Linked DNA regions of Oryzias latipes: region 2 is linked to region 1. A link is a contact called in public Hi-C data. All regions are on one chromosome and are shown on one strand. The core of a region is the stretch at or near the end of the contact, and the rest is flanking DNA. Distances in the headings are between cores, read along the strand shown.

The links. A called contact is a pair of places that touch in the nucleus more often than the background predicts.
Region 2: a contact with region 1 is called in a Hi-C map of embryo, with 1.7 times the contacts expected there. The contact joins the enhancer-like site here to the promoter of LOC101162592 in region 1. A contact is called at or near these places in 2 of 5 Hi-C or Micro-C datasets (embryo and fibroblasts).

The regions. Positions count from the first base shown.
Region 1 is chr4:12,668,041-12,674,522 of ASM223467v1, forward strand. It overlaps LOC101162592, which reads right to left and starts at 3,336. Exons shown (of 3, transcript XM_004067897.4): 1 at 2,537-3,336; 2 at 1,559-1,663; 3 at 558-1,159. The coding sequence starts at 3,230. The coding sequence ends at 1,086.
Region 2 is chr4:12,804,051-12,810,552 of ASM223467v1, forward strand. No RefSeq gene overlaps it. Among protein-coding and RNA genes, the nearest start is that of opa1, 51 kb to the right of the region's middle. Within about 2 kb of position 2,866, at least 2 of the 8 cell types and tissues checked have an H3K27ac peak or open chromatin away from gene starts, as enhancers often do. A contact at or near this core is called in embryo, where this site is marked.

The DNA of each region.
Region 1 (6,482 bases), core at 2,086-4,585:
CAAGGAGCGAATTCTAGGCAGGCAATTTCAACTTCATTCAACAACTTTCAGAGCGTGTGCAAGTGTGCTTATGTGCTCCTGTGTCATAGTAACCATACCCATTTTGATGATAACCCCCCCCCCCCCCCCCCCCGTCCTGTTCGGTTTTCAAAATGCAGCCACATTGATTACTTTGAGTCAGTACATCATGTTCTCCACCGACTACCTGCATTTACTAAATGTTCAGATCTATTTCTTGTAAAATTATAAAATTTCAATTCATTTCCCAGGCTCATATTCAAGACGTGAATGCACACAATGTCTATCTTCACACTCAAGAATCCAGTCTTCAAAGCCTCATTTAAGGGATGTGACGTTATGTTGGTTACTCTTCCCTAAAATCAACACAAGAAAAAAATATCTTAGCAAAAATGAATCTAAACTTCAGACAAAAATACATTAAATGAAGATGGAATCGAATGAAATGTTGAGGTTTATCCTTAGGAGGTCTAACTTTAAATGTTCATTGGATTAATTTAGAGAGCAATATTAAAATGAAATCTTAAAACAGACAAGAGTTGTATTACATGTTTATTACAAATATTAGTAATCTCAACATTACATTGCAATACTTATCAAATGCACTAAAATGTGTAAAAAACAAACAAACTAAAATAAAAATAAAAAACCTTAATAGATTTATTTACTTTATATTCCTGTTCAGCAGGTTAGGCTCCTTTTGCTCACAGTTAGCTTGAAATACAGCAGTTTGGCAAACTTCAGGAAGCTGATGCTTCTAGCACTTACCTTCAATATTATTAAGTCAGTACTGAAACCAAACTTTATCTGTTTAAACTGACTAAATTCAGATAATTTTAAGGTCAGAAAATATCAGCTGATATTGTGCTTTTGTGTAATCAAAAGTAAACATCAGGAATCCCTAGGCAGTAGGCTTGGAAGTTTTCTGTTCACCACCCAACTTTTTAGAATCTAATTAAAGGCTACGTTAGCTTAAAAAGGTTTTTAGTTTTCACAGTGAAAACACGATTGTCCACAGTGATGGTCTGCAGCCAGTCACGTTTCCCAGGATCCGTATCAGCTGACTATCAATTCACATCAGTTTCAGCAGAAATGACATGGGTTTTCAGTGGGATTCCTTCTTCCGAGTTTTCAGTTTCACCTGAAAATGAATTGAAGTTGAACTTTAGAGAAACTACATGTTATACAATACATTAAAAAGCTTCTGACAAATTTAGATATATAATTTTGCTTTTTTGCAAAGGTTTATCTGAGCTGTGTCACTTCTAATTAAAAAAAAATTAACAAAATACAAAGAATCTGTTCTACTTCTTCAATAAATTTCTATATTATAGCATTACATGTGACCTAGATTGGACTGTATTTATTTTGAACATCCACTGTTGACCATGTTGCATTATGCCCTGCTCCAGTACTCTAACTGCAGCAAGTTAGTTATTAAAAGCAGAAAAAGTGTTAAAATAAATCAAAAGACATCAAATAGGAAAGTAAATCCTTTTGCCCGGCTCTGCAAAGTTGAACACTGCAAGGATATTTCTACCTTTCTGCTCACAGGTTGAAGATTTATTATTATTCTTTCTGCTGGATTCCCTTCTCCTGAACCAGCACGGACACAGAGGCTGGTCTCTTTTATCTGTGGTATTATCTGAAAAGCAAAAAATGAACATTCAACAAATTGGCAGATCAGTTTCAAGGACCAGAAACTTCTTTGAAATAGCAAACATTAATAGCTCATTTTGAAATTAAAGTGACATTCAATGACAAAATCAGCAAATATCTATACAATAACTTTAACTGGACATTAAAGCATTCTAAAGAAGCTGTTGGCAGATTTTGTGGTGCAACAGCCCATCTGCAGATTTTTACCATCAACCAGAGAACCAACGTGATCTTCATCACTGGAAGCCTTGTCTTAAACTGTATCTTAATGAAAAAAATAAATCTTGTCAGAAACATTGCCATTGCAGGTCCAACTTAAAACTGGTTTGAAAATGGACATGTAAATGTCCTTGTTGAAACAAACTTTAATTAAAAATGTTTTCCTTGAGAAACTTTTAAAATCTTTGGGAAAGCTGTGTAAAATAGGATTTTGATATCAGTAGTTTCTAACTGATTTTGCTGTTAATCTTTTAAATAAAAAATGATTAAAAAAATGATTTAAATTTGTAATGTCAGCTGTTATACCTTATTTGCTATTAAAAGTATCACTCTTGTTTTATTTACATTTTATTTCCAGAGTACTTTTTTTCTATTTCAAAGCCACTCTTTGTCTTTCACGGTCTAAGAACCCATTTTCCTTTAATGAATACATCTTTTGTTCAGAGGTATTTGGCTGGGAACAAAAAAAGAAAAAGAAAAAATCTGTGGCCTTGTGAGTGTCATAACCTGACCTACATGCCAGAGTGTATTATCACACATCTCTGACTAAAGATCAGCTATCATTTTAGCTATGCAGATTTTCTATGCCAATGGGTCCAACAACCAGTTTTTCCACAATATATTTTAAGTATTATTGCACCTGCTGACTGAGATGCGCAAACAACTTTGCAGGCATTTTTCTTGATGCTGACAATTTTGGCTTCGGTCTTCGGGAGGAAGCAGCCGACCCACACCGCCTCAGAAGGATGTTTGTGGAAAACTGCGCCCAGGAGACTCTCCAGGACCTGCGCGCACCTGTGCGTCTCTGCGCTCTCCTGCGTGGTGTGGACTAATCCAATCAGAGCGGGCCGGGGGATTGACGCGCCTTTTGTGCGCGCCTTTACGTCCTTTAGGATCTCTATCAAACAGCCTTCATTCGGGCCGTGGCTGATAAAAGTCTGCGTGAAGATAAACACGATGATGCGGGAGTCTATCGCCCGCTTTTTGCTGTAAATGTTCGCCCTGCTCGCTGACTTGCTCGTTGGCCGCTCCTCCTCGTGCGCTTTTGACCCTTCATCCTTGGACTTCACTCCACTACTTTTACCGGTCTCCACTTTGCAGTCCTTCTCATGTGCGTGATGGGGGCGCGGCGGCTGTTTCTTGCTAAGCACCGGGACGTTTTTGTTAAACATGTCACGGATGAACTCCTGAAAGACCAGTCCGGTGTCATCTCCGTCCGTCGCTTCGCCTTGGCGCGCTTCACCGACCAGATAAATTCTCTCTTCACCACCGATCCGAGCTATCATCTCCCTAAACTCTGTCTCTTCTTCGGGCGAACTCGTTGAATCTGCCATTTCTGCCGTTTAAATTGCAAAGGAAGCTTTTCGTAACCTACATTCATGCGACTCTTCCTGGGAACGTCGATGTGTGGCTGCAGACAGGACTCGCCGATTGGTCGATGCGTTCAGAGGGCGGGGCTAGCAGCTCAAATGGGAGGTTCCAATGGGATGAAGTCAATCTTTAATGAACAGGTAGACTTGTTTATAACAATAACAAAAAACTGTCATAAACCTGACATTAATTAGCACACCGTTAATTATCAGATCTATTCATTTATAATTTTAATTTGTGGAATGACGAAATATTGCATCGTTAGGGAGTCACTTTTTTTATTCCAATTATTTTCATGGAAAAAGTCCCAGATGTCTCTCCAGTCTTGTACAGTCCGGGTTTCTAAAAGAAATATAAAAAAAGAAGAAAATTATAAAATAGGACAAAAATGATAATTATGTTGAGTTGCTTTTTTTTTAACATCAAAGCTCCTCCACCCTTAAGTCCCTCATCACAAGTGGGCTGAGTTTTCCAGACTCTAATCCTTTAATCCACTCATGCCAGATCTGTAATTAAATGCTGAAAAAGTCTAAAATGTCATAGCGTCTGTGCTGAAATTCAGAACTTCAGCTGCAGCAGTTTTTATCAATGTTTACTGAAACATATATGATAAAGTCTAACTAGTATCAATACACTGATTTCAGACACTGATCTTTGGACCCAGGGAGCACTGATTACTTAGTGTGATACTTTCACAGTACCACAAAATCTGCACATTACGTTGCTTCATTATGGTAAAGTCTGGCACTGATTTTGATAAGTTAGAGATTTATACATGGAAAGATAATTACGATTGAGCAATAGAAGTTTTATGGTTTTGGTGATTCTGCATTGGTTTTAAAGTTTAAACCAGTGCCAAAATACTGACCTCACTGTTGAGCATGAGCTGCTGAGGAACGAGAAACTCCTTTGGACCCCAGAGAGAGACACGGAGACCCAAACGAACTAGAAAAAAAAGACATATTTATTCTTCTTGCTTTTGGACAAAAAATATTTTAAACTTTTTTACACTTGCCAAACTGCCAAGCCACAATTGAATATAATGCGTAAAAAGCTAAGAAATTGCAAACTTTTGTTAAAAAACAGTTTGACATGGGCAAATAATTGCAACAGAATCATGCATTCATTTTTGAGAGCTTCATTGACTGAATTTGCAGTTTCTCAAAAGATAAAAATATGACAGATGAAGGACACATGGGCTCCAAAACCTCTGCATATCATATCTAAGTTATCCCGCTTGACATGTTTGTTCTCATTACTGGGTCTCCCTGACATAGCCTTGAATCCCCAAAACAAATCTAATTGCAAAATGCTTCATTATGTGTCATTGAAGGTGGCCAGAGAGTGTGCATAAATCATGGAATATTCTGGAGTTTTATTAAACTCCACATATTTAAGCTTGATTTTACTTTAAAAAAAAAACTAAAAGCAACAACAAAATAATATTTTCTTAACCGTCGTTAGAAGGTGAAGTCTATTAAGTTGAGGTACTTGCAAAGAGATTAATCAGATTGCAGAACATAAACTGAAAACAAATAAGACTTTGTGTCCTGATATGCATTTTTGTAAAAAAAATTGCAGCATTAAAGTTACAGAAAATGTGAAATTAGTTTGCATGCCATTGTTCCTGGGTGTTGTGAACATGTTTCAGCACCTGTAATTTTTTTTTCTGACAACAAATCTCTGAGGGAAGAAAGATCAGAGGCAGTCAGAATCCTCAGAGAGTCCACGTGATCAGCAGAGCCCAACTCAGAGCTCCTTCTGGTTCTGTTGGCATTTTGTTCGGTCACACTGATGTTATTTGAAATCTGCAGGGAAGTATGTGTTCCTATGACAAAGAACATTAGACATTAATAAATAATTGTTGATACAATACTTAGTTTATTACCTTCATTTTCATAAAACCAGTGGCACAGCTGCAATGTAAAAATGATGTAGTGCAAACATTGCAGACCTTGTATGAGAGGTTCGTCCCCTTGATTCCTGTAAAGTGGATGTTTTTCATAGCTTGAAATAAATTCAGGTGTCACAATTCAGGTCACATTTAAATAACCTCCGCCTCACATGCTGCAGGCGGAGGTTACATCTTTCACCTAGTTTCCAAATGTGTTTGTGCACATTAACATATGTGCATTCAAACATTTGCAAATGGAATAAGATTTGCAAGTTTCTGGCAAAAGTCACAAGTGTGTAATAAAGGATCTTTGAAAAAAATATGTCTTATTTAAATTGTTTTGAGGGTTCACATCCACAGTTCTCAGAATTCCCTGATTGTGAAAGACAATTTGGCAGATTTAATCTTTGCCCTCCAAATCTTCAGGCATACTAAAAAACAATGGAGTTATTGTTTAACTAAAATTCGCACATTTTATAGTTTAGTATTTGAAGATATTTTAGAACTTCATTGATGGAGTTACTTCCATTCTGTGCAGTTTGGCTATGGTTGAATATAGCCTATAGAAAACTGTAAAATATTATGAAAACAACTAATTGTACTTCTTATTGTCCCAGTATATCATGTCAATCTCTGTTGAGTCTCATGGAAAAAAAATCACATTAAAGACTCTGAAAAACCCTCACTGTTAGTGTTTGTGACACCGCCCACAAAAACGATTGTGCCCAAAGAGCAAAATAGTTATTGAAGATACTTTCATGTGTTTCATTACTTAAAGGAATTCAAGAGTAATATGAGAGAACAACTTCTTCCTGAACAACAAATCACAGACTTGTTAAAAAAATTTAAGAAACAAAAAACAAAAAAATGCGACTTTTAATTTCTAATGTAAAATGGCATTGAATACAAAGAAAACACATTTCTATTAGTAACTATACATCTTGTAGACAAAATACATTGTTTTCCCTTCTGGTCAGACTAAACATAATCGATCATTTTAAGAGTGACTTGCTTACCAATGAATACGCTTCCAAGAAACAGAAAATTCAGACAACTCCACAAAACCCCAAAGCAAACTTTAGTCTTTGCCATAGTGAGCAGGTAAGCAAGAACTAGGGTGGTTCTGGGAAGAAAAATGACAATGCTTCTGTGTTATACACTACACAATAGGAATGAACAGAGAATGAGAGGTTTTATATTTCACACAGGTGCTGACTGTTCTCATAAAGCTCTTTATATATAGGGGAAATGTTTCACATGTTAATACTAATGCACACATTTGGAAACAATTATCGACTTAACTTCATGACCATTATGTATG
Region 2 (6,502 bases), core at 1,616-4,115, 140 kb after region 1:
ACAAAGATAAAAAAAGACAAAAACAAAACAAGAATGTATACATATATAAAAAATATAAAAAACTTTCAGCATAAATTAAAATACAAGGCAATCAACAATCTGGACCCTAGTTTGTAACCATTCTGTAGCAGATTTACAAATGTCATTCATCAATGAAAGGATTTGAGTTGTGAATACATTTAATTTTCTACATATATGTCCTCCATCATGAGAAAAATGCCACAAGAACTTGTTAAGAACACCAATAGCACAATTATAATCAGAGTTGAACTCTAAGAAACATATTTTAGTATTTGTAAAACCTTTTTCACTTTGTAGATTGATTCTCATAAAATTTTAGGCATTACTATTAATCTGTAATTAATTTACAGATTTTCATCATGCCTTTATGTTGGTGCATACATTTTTTAGGTAAGTCAAATTTCTTAGAGAATAAATGTTTAGGTAGAAAATGAACTCAAACTTGAACACATTTAGGAGGTTTTGACTGATCGTTGCTGTTGTGAGATTACAACATAAGTTGGGGTTACATGTGCAAAATATATTTGATTGTTATGATTATAATTAAGTGCTTGTTTACTCATAATTTTTTAAATCCGTGCTTTTTTTCTTGGCAGCACCGCAAACACGAAGCAACAAGTCCGGCTGCTCTGCTCAGAAACATGCTTCTTCGCATGGGTGGAGCTGTTCGCGCTCCTAAGCTTTCTCTGGAGCGCTACACCGTCTATGCATGACGCAAAGCCAGCACAGTAGTGACCCACAATCAGAATAAACTGTTTATATGCACCACGATCGGATCAACAATCGGCATAACCCACCTATCTCGATCGGAAAGAAATTTTGATCCGAATGAGTCTGATTGGGGCAGAGTATTCCGAATGGGATCTTTACGGGACGCATTTTTATTCTGAACAGGCGTTCATTCCGTTTACTTTTGTCCATGTAAACGCAGCTATTGTCAGATGTGTTCCTCTTTTTTTCAGATCTCCAGGTCTTCTTTGCGCTCCTCCCCATTTGGTGAATAGACAGCAGCCACATAAAGGCCCTCTGCCTCCCAGCACTTTCACCTTCTGAGTAAAGGTGCCCCAGATAGTAAGGATCACCTTGCAGCGCCTGCAGCTTCACTGAACACAGCGCTCAATGTTGGCCTGCCTGCTGACAGCAGCCTAAGAGTGAGCGGAGTCCTCAGAAGTGGGACGAGTATGTGCATACATTTCATGTGTATAACTTAATTTTCTCATTGAAAGCACTGATTTGATCCCAGGACCGAGCAGACCAAAATCCTGCATCCTTTTCTGAGGAATTTTCCCATTAGTGAACCAGCTCAACTGCCCCTAAAATTACTTCACTCACTAAGCTGCCCTTGTCCTCACTCTAATCTAGCCTTTAAAGTCTTGAATCATTATTATGGCACTTCCATGCACAATGAAAGCAATAGAAACATAAAGCCTCTCCCAGCAAGCAAGCACAACACTCCAGGACGGCCTCCACTCGGGTCTTTGTTGGTTTCTGGATTATAGATTCATTTTTGCTGGACGTGTGGTCAAATTCAACCATGGGAAAAACCCTGTGTCCCCCACTCTTTCATGTCGTTCTCATTTTCTGGGCATCTAATGGTCATAATCGAGGCGGCCATTCTGGGTATGTGTTTGAAGGAGTGGTCAAGGAGCCACTAATCCCCTCATACACTGTTTGTCGTGGTGGCCCCCAATACAAGAGCTGATTTTGTTGCAGAATTCCAAAAGAGAAGGGGGAGGATTTGGGTTTTTGCTCTTATGAATATACGCACCCACACTTACACAAAGACACAATTGCTCTGGTGGGAATGCTGGGACTCCTAGAACAACAGCAGCCAAGCCTTTCAATGTTGGAGGGAGTTTAAAAACATAGATTGATCAGGAGAATTTTATTCAATTACTCAGATTTATCATGTTGAAAATGGTTAAATGAATGTAGATCAGTGGGTAAACTTCTTTGGAAAGAATTGATTTATCCAAGGTTGAATGTTTAAACAGCAAATGAAAACTCAAGGAAAGAGGTCACATTTAGAAGGAGAAACAATAAATGATACTGAATTCACTCTTTTAACTTTCCATACTTTTTCCCTCTGTCTCATGAAATTAATTGGACAAAAAGAACGCAATAACTTGATGTGAAACACAACAGAGGGTTGCAGCTGCATCTCACTGAGGTCTCAGGTCCTTTAGTGTTCAGCAGATTACCAGAGTCAAGTGAGGAGTTCTTAGCCCTGAAGTCCACTCAACCCTCCCTGAGCGAGTCACACAAAACTAGATTGAAGATGCTCTCTTAAGCAGCTGTTTGTGAAAACGAGGAGACCCTCTCTGCTAAACGCTGGGGGCCCTCTTCAGACCGACATCAGCAGGGTTTCTGCCTTCAGTTCCACCCCCACCAGTGATCAAGTTCACCCTTTTCACAAGCACCTGGGCCTTTGGCTGGATGGCCTGTCACTCATACAGATCCAAAAACTAGATGAGAAGGTTTTATGATGGAGCAAAGGAAAGGAAAGGAAAAGAAAGGAAACTGAGCAGCTCTCACTTGTTGACAGCTCCCTAATCCACCTCAGTTTTCCCTGTTTCTTTCCATTTCCCCATCTCCGCCTGTCCTGTGGGGCTGCAGATTTCTGGTCCAGCAGTCTAGGACAAGACCACCATTAACTGCAGGGCTGTGCAGAGGGCGCGTGGGACAAAAGGCCCAACACGCCGTCCCTGCCCTCGGACAAGGCCTGAAACAAATGTTACAGGGCTGGCACAGAATGGAATCATCCGGCCAGTGTCACTGAATACATTTACCTACCTCAGAGTCCTTTCAGATCCATGCTTTGTTTTAGCCCAGGAAGAAGGGAGGGCGTGAATGGAGGGGCGGGCGAAGGAGGGGATTCGGTGGTGGTGGTGGTGGGGGAGGGAGGATGCATGTGTTGAGAGAAAAAACGCAAGGGAGGAAGGGAAGTGAACGCATGAAATGAACGAAAGAAGCTCCAGGTTTCCACAGTGACAGCTCCAGCTTGGAAAACACCAGTTTTGTTAGGGATGGGAGGAGGCGTTGATGTGGGTGTCCTCCCCCCACATGGACACCAGGTTTATTGTTGTGTCTTGTTTTTCTTTTGGCCACTCTTTTCTCCTCCTTTGTCTCTGCTGTTCTTGCTGGGGCCTTTTATAAGCCTAATTGGAGACCTGGAGAGCAGAGCAAACTGAAGATGGGACGTCCTCCAAGATCGTCGACCTTAGTTTGGTCAAATAATTAACAGTGAGACAAGCTTTCAGACCACAAGGTTAGAGGTAACAAAAAGTCAAATTGCAAGTCTGAGTGATCGGCTGACTTTTCTTTCACACTTTTGAGTTAAGCTGGAATTCCTCACAAACAGGACAGGATGGAGTATAGTACTCAAGTACAATCCAACAAGTAGTTAACATCATCTTTAATGACCCGCTGCAAGGAAAATTGTGTTTTGGGTGTTTTTAACAATCCCTTGTAACATTTTAATGGAGGACATATATTAAGAAAATTAAGATTAAAATTGCATTTCTGAGCAGTTTTTTTTGTTCTAACTGTGAATCAGGTGCAGAAGAAAAAATGCCATTGGAAAAAGCTTGTAGTTGGATCAAAACTCTACAGCTGGAATAGTTCCAATCTTGTGCGCCATCTTTGTTGCACCAATAATGTTAGGATGGGGTTGTGAGGAGCTGTAATCTATTGGTAGAGAGTGCAAACAAAGCAATGATGGGAAATGGGGACAGGTTTACTCTGCACCAACAGACAAGAGGAAAATTTCAAATGAACTACTGCTGCTCTGCAGAAACTATACAGGGTTTTTTTTGGTCCAAAAGTATCATAATCATAACTAAAATATCACTGGGAACACTTTTAATCACTAGACTAGATGATCGGAGTAAGTTTTCAATTATAGTCTTTTGTTCCTACAAAAGTGCTCAATTTCAGCTAAAAATACTTCTAATTAGACACATTCAATTAAACCAACATAAACTATAACATTTTTAAGGTTTATTTTTTAAATTACATTAGTTCCAAAAAAGTCTTCAAAGAAACCTTGGAGGAGCATCTCTTAATACATAAAACATCTCCCATGTTCATCTTCATTTAATTCAGCAGGGAACAATCTCAAACGCAAAACATCTATACTGCATTCACAAACCTAAAGAAATAGCCTTTAAACTCAAATTCGGCCCCTAAAAAGTAATTAGTGTGTCATTTCTCCTTTAATCCCCTCAGCTAATCTCCTCCAATCCACTGGGTTTGATTCAGTCATCTTTTCTCTCATATTCTAATCCATTTTGCCTTTGAGTTTTTGTGTGGCTCGCAGTGTGCTGCCACACTCACAAAGAGCAGTCACTGAGCTATGACATTAAAGGTTTTGTTGGGCAGCTTTTGGGTGCACAGTGCAAGGAAGTGCATGTTTTCCTTCATGTTGTCATGGGAATGGACAGTGTCTTTCTTGTACTGCTTTAAACAGAGATAAATTAATTCTTTTGTGTAAATCATGGCCTCTCGTATCCTGCTTTAGAGCTGCTTTCAGCACCTGAACTGTAAAATGTGAACCAGGAAATTTTTGTCATAAAAACAGGGGGGGTTAAGTGGCAAAAATGTTTTATAAGGATGTGGGCCTTAAGCATGTGAGGAAGGTCTTAAGTATACCTCAGCCAGTGCCACCGCAAACTGCCACTGCTATTCATCAGAGCTTTGAGGGGAGTCACAGAGATGAGAGATGGAGCTGACTGCAGAGAACAGTTAATTTGGAGCTCTGGAAATCCCCACATGGAAGGACAAGTTCACGTACCAAGTGAGCTAGTTGTCAGTTGTGGTGAGGAATTATCAAGTAAAAGCTGCTCTCATAAACCCAAACATGAAGGTTTTTGGTTGTTTTTTTTATCTAAAATGTTACCAGGAACTTTTCTTTTGATCAGTTTTTTCTTTATTTCCTCACAGCAAAGTGAAGTCTGAGGCAAACATGCAAAACGTGGATTTCTTTTCTAACAGTAAATAACATCTTACATTCAAAACTCAACAAGTAAAGAAAACAAGAAGCCATGATATGAATATTTATCTGAACATGCGGTTTGAACTTTTAAAAGGTTGTAAGTATCTTGCATAGCCACACCATTTACCGCATTATTTCTTTGACTCTTTTGGATGCCGTGGAAACGTTTTAGAAATATTAGAATCATGTTTATTTTATTTAAAAAAATACTCACTCAATGAATGATGTATAAAGCTGCAGAGTAATCCACAGAGACATAGACTGGAAAGATCACCTGTCCATCAATGTTCAAACTACTTGCATGTTTTTTGAGAGTAAAAATCTTCTTATACATGACAAATAAATGTCTGAATGAGCTACATTTTTAAAATCAAGTTCTGCTTTCCTGATAGCATCAAAAAAAGTTAACTTTTTAGTTTACATTAAGAATAAATGTAACTAATGTAACTGGAGCCACATAATTTCACCAAAAACACTGGTTGTAGCAGAAACAAGTCACTCCTGTTTACCAGAATTTTAAGCTCTCGTCCAACTTTTCAACACATTCGCATTCAGAAAATGTTTTTCCTTCTGTTGCCAGAAAAATTATCAGAGAGATGTGATAGAAACTTTACTATGTTATTTTTTAAAATTTGAAATGATGCACAGAAGGAGGTGTGCTCTTTAGACTGACAGGTGATACAAAATCTTTAGTTCTAGAATGACTCATGGTCGTATCTAAATCTGTGTTTACACTGAACACGATTTGTGACGGGCCAGTTTCAATATTAAGTCAATGTTACAAATGCAATATGAGGTCCTGCAGCATGAATTGAGCAATGGGTGTGGCACAAAGGTCTAGCATTAGCGGGATTGGAGCTGCGCGGCCACAGTCAAAATATGTCAACAATGCTGAGGTTGCTGCGTCACGTCAACCAATCAGGGACTCAACTTTGGGCATGTGACGTTTTCAGTGGCCAGGTAAAACATAAAACCAATATGGTGGATCGATCTGGTAGTTCTCCTCCTGAACTTCCATCCACTTTCTTAACCCGCTTTATCCCTTTCGGGGTAACAGTGTTGCCAGAGCCCATCCTGACTACTGTTGGAGGTACACAGGTACTCCCTAGACAGACTGTCACAGGGTCATTGGAGCTGGGGCAATCACGCTCACTATGCTGGCTGCTGAGAGACAGAGAGCCGCTGCGGCATTAAAGATGCAGCCTGCTCGGGCCTCCAGAATCTTATGACATTTTCTTATTTTCATTGAAACAATGATGAAAAAGGTCCCCTAATTTTATTTTTGTTTTAATGTTTTCCCTCTTGGGTTAATACAGGACAGCAAGGCTTCAAATGCGGTCAGACAAAAAGACCGGGGAAGCCCCCATCTTTCAGACACATCAGGAGTGAAGTTCACTGTACTGGGAGAATCTCTGAGTGATCTCATGAACCCAGACATGGTGACATGATTACCGATATTTTTGTAGAGCTCTTTAAAATAAATATCCG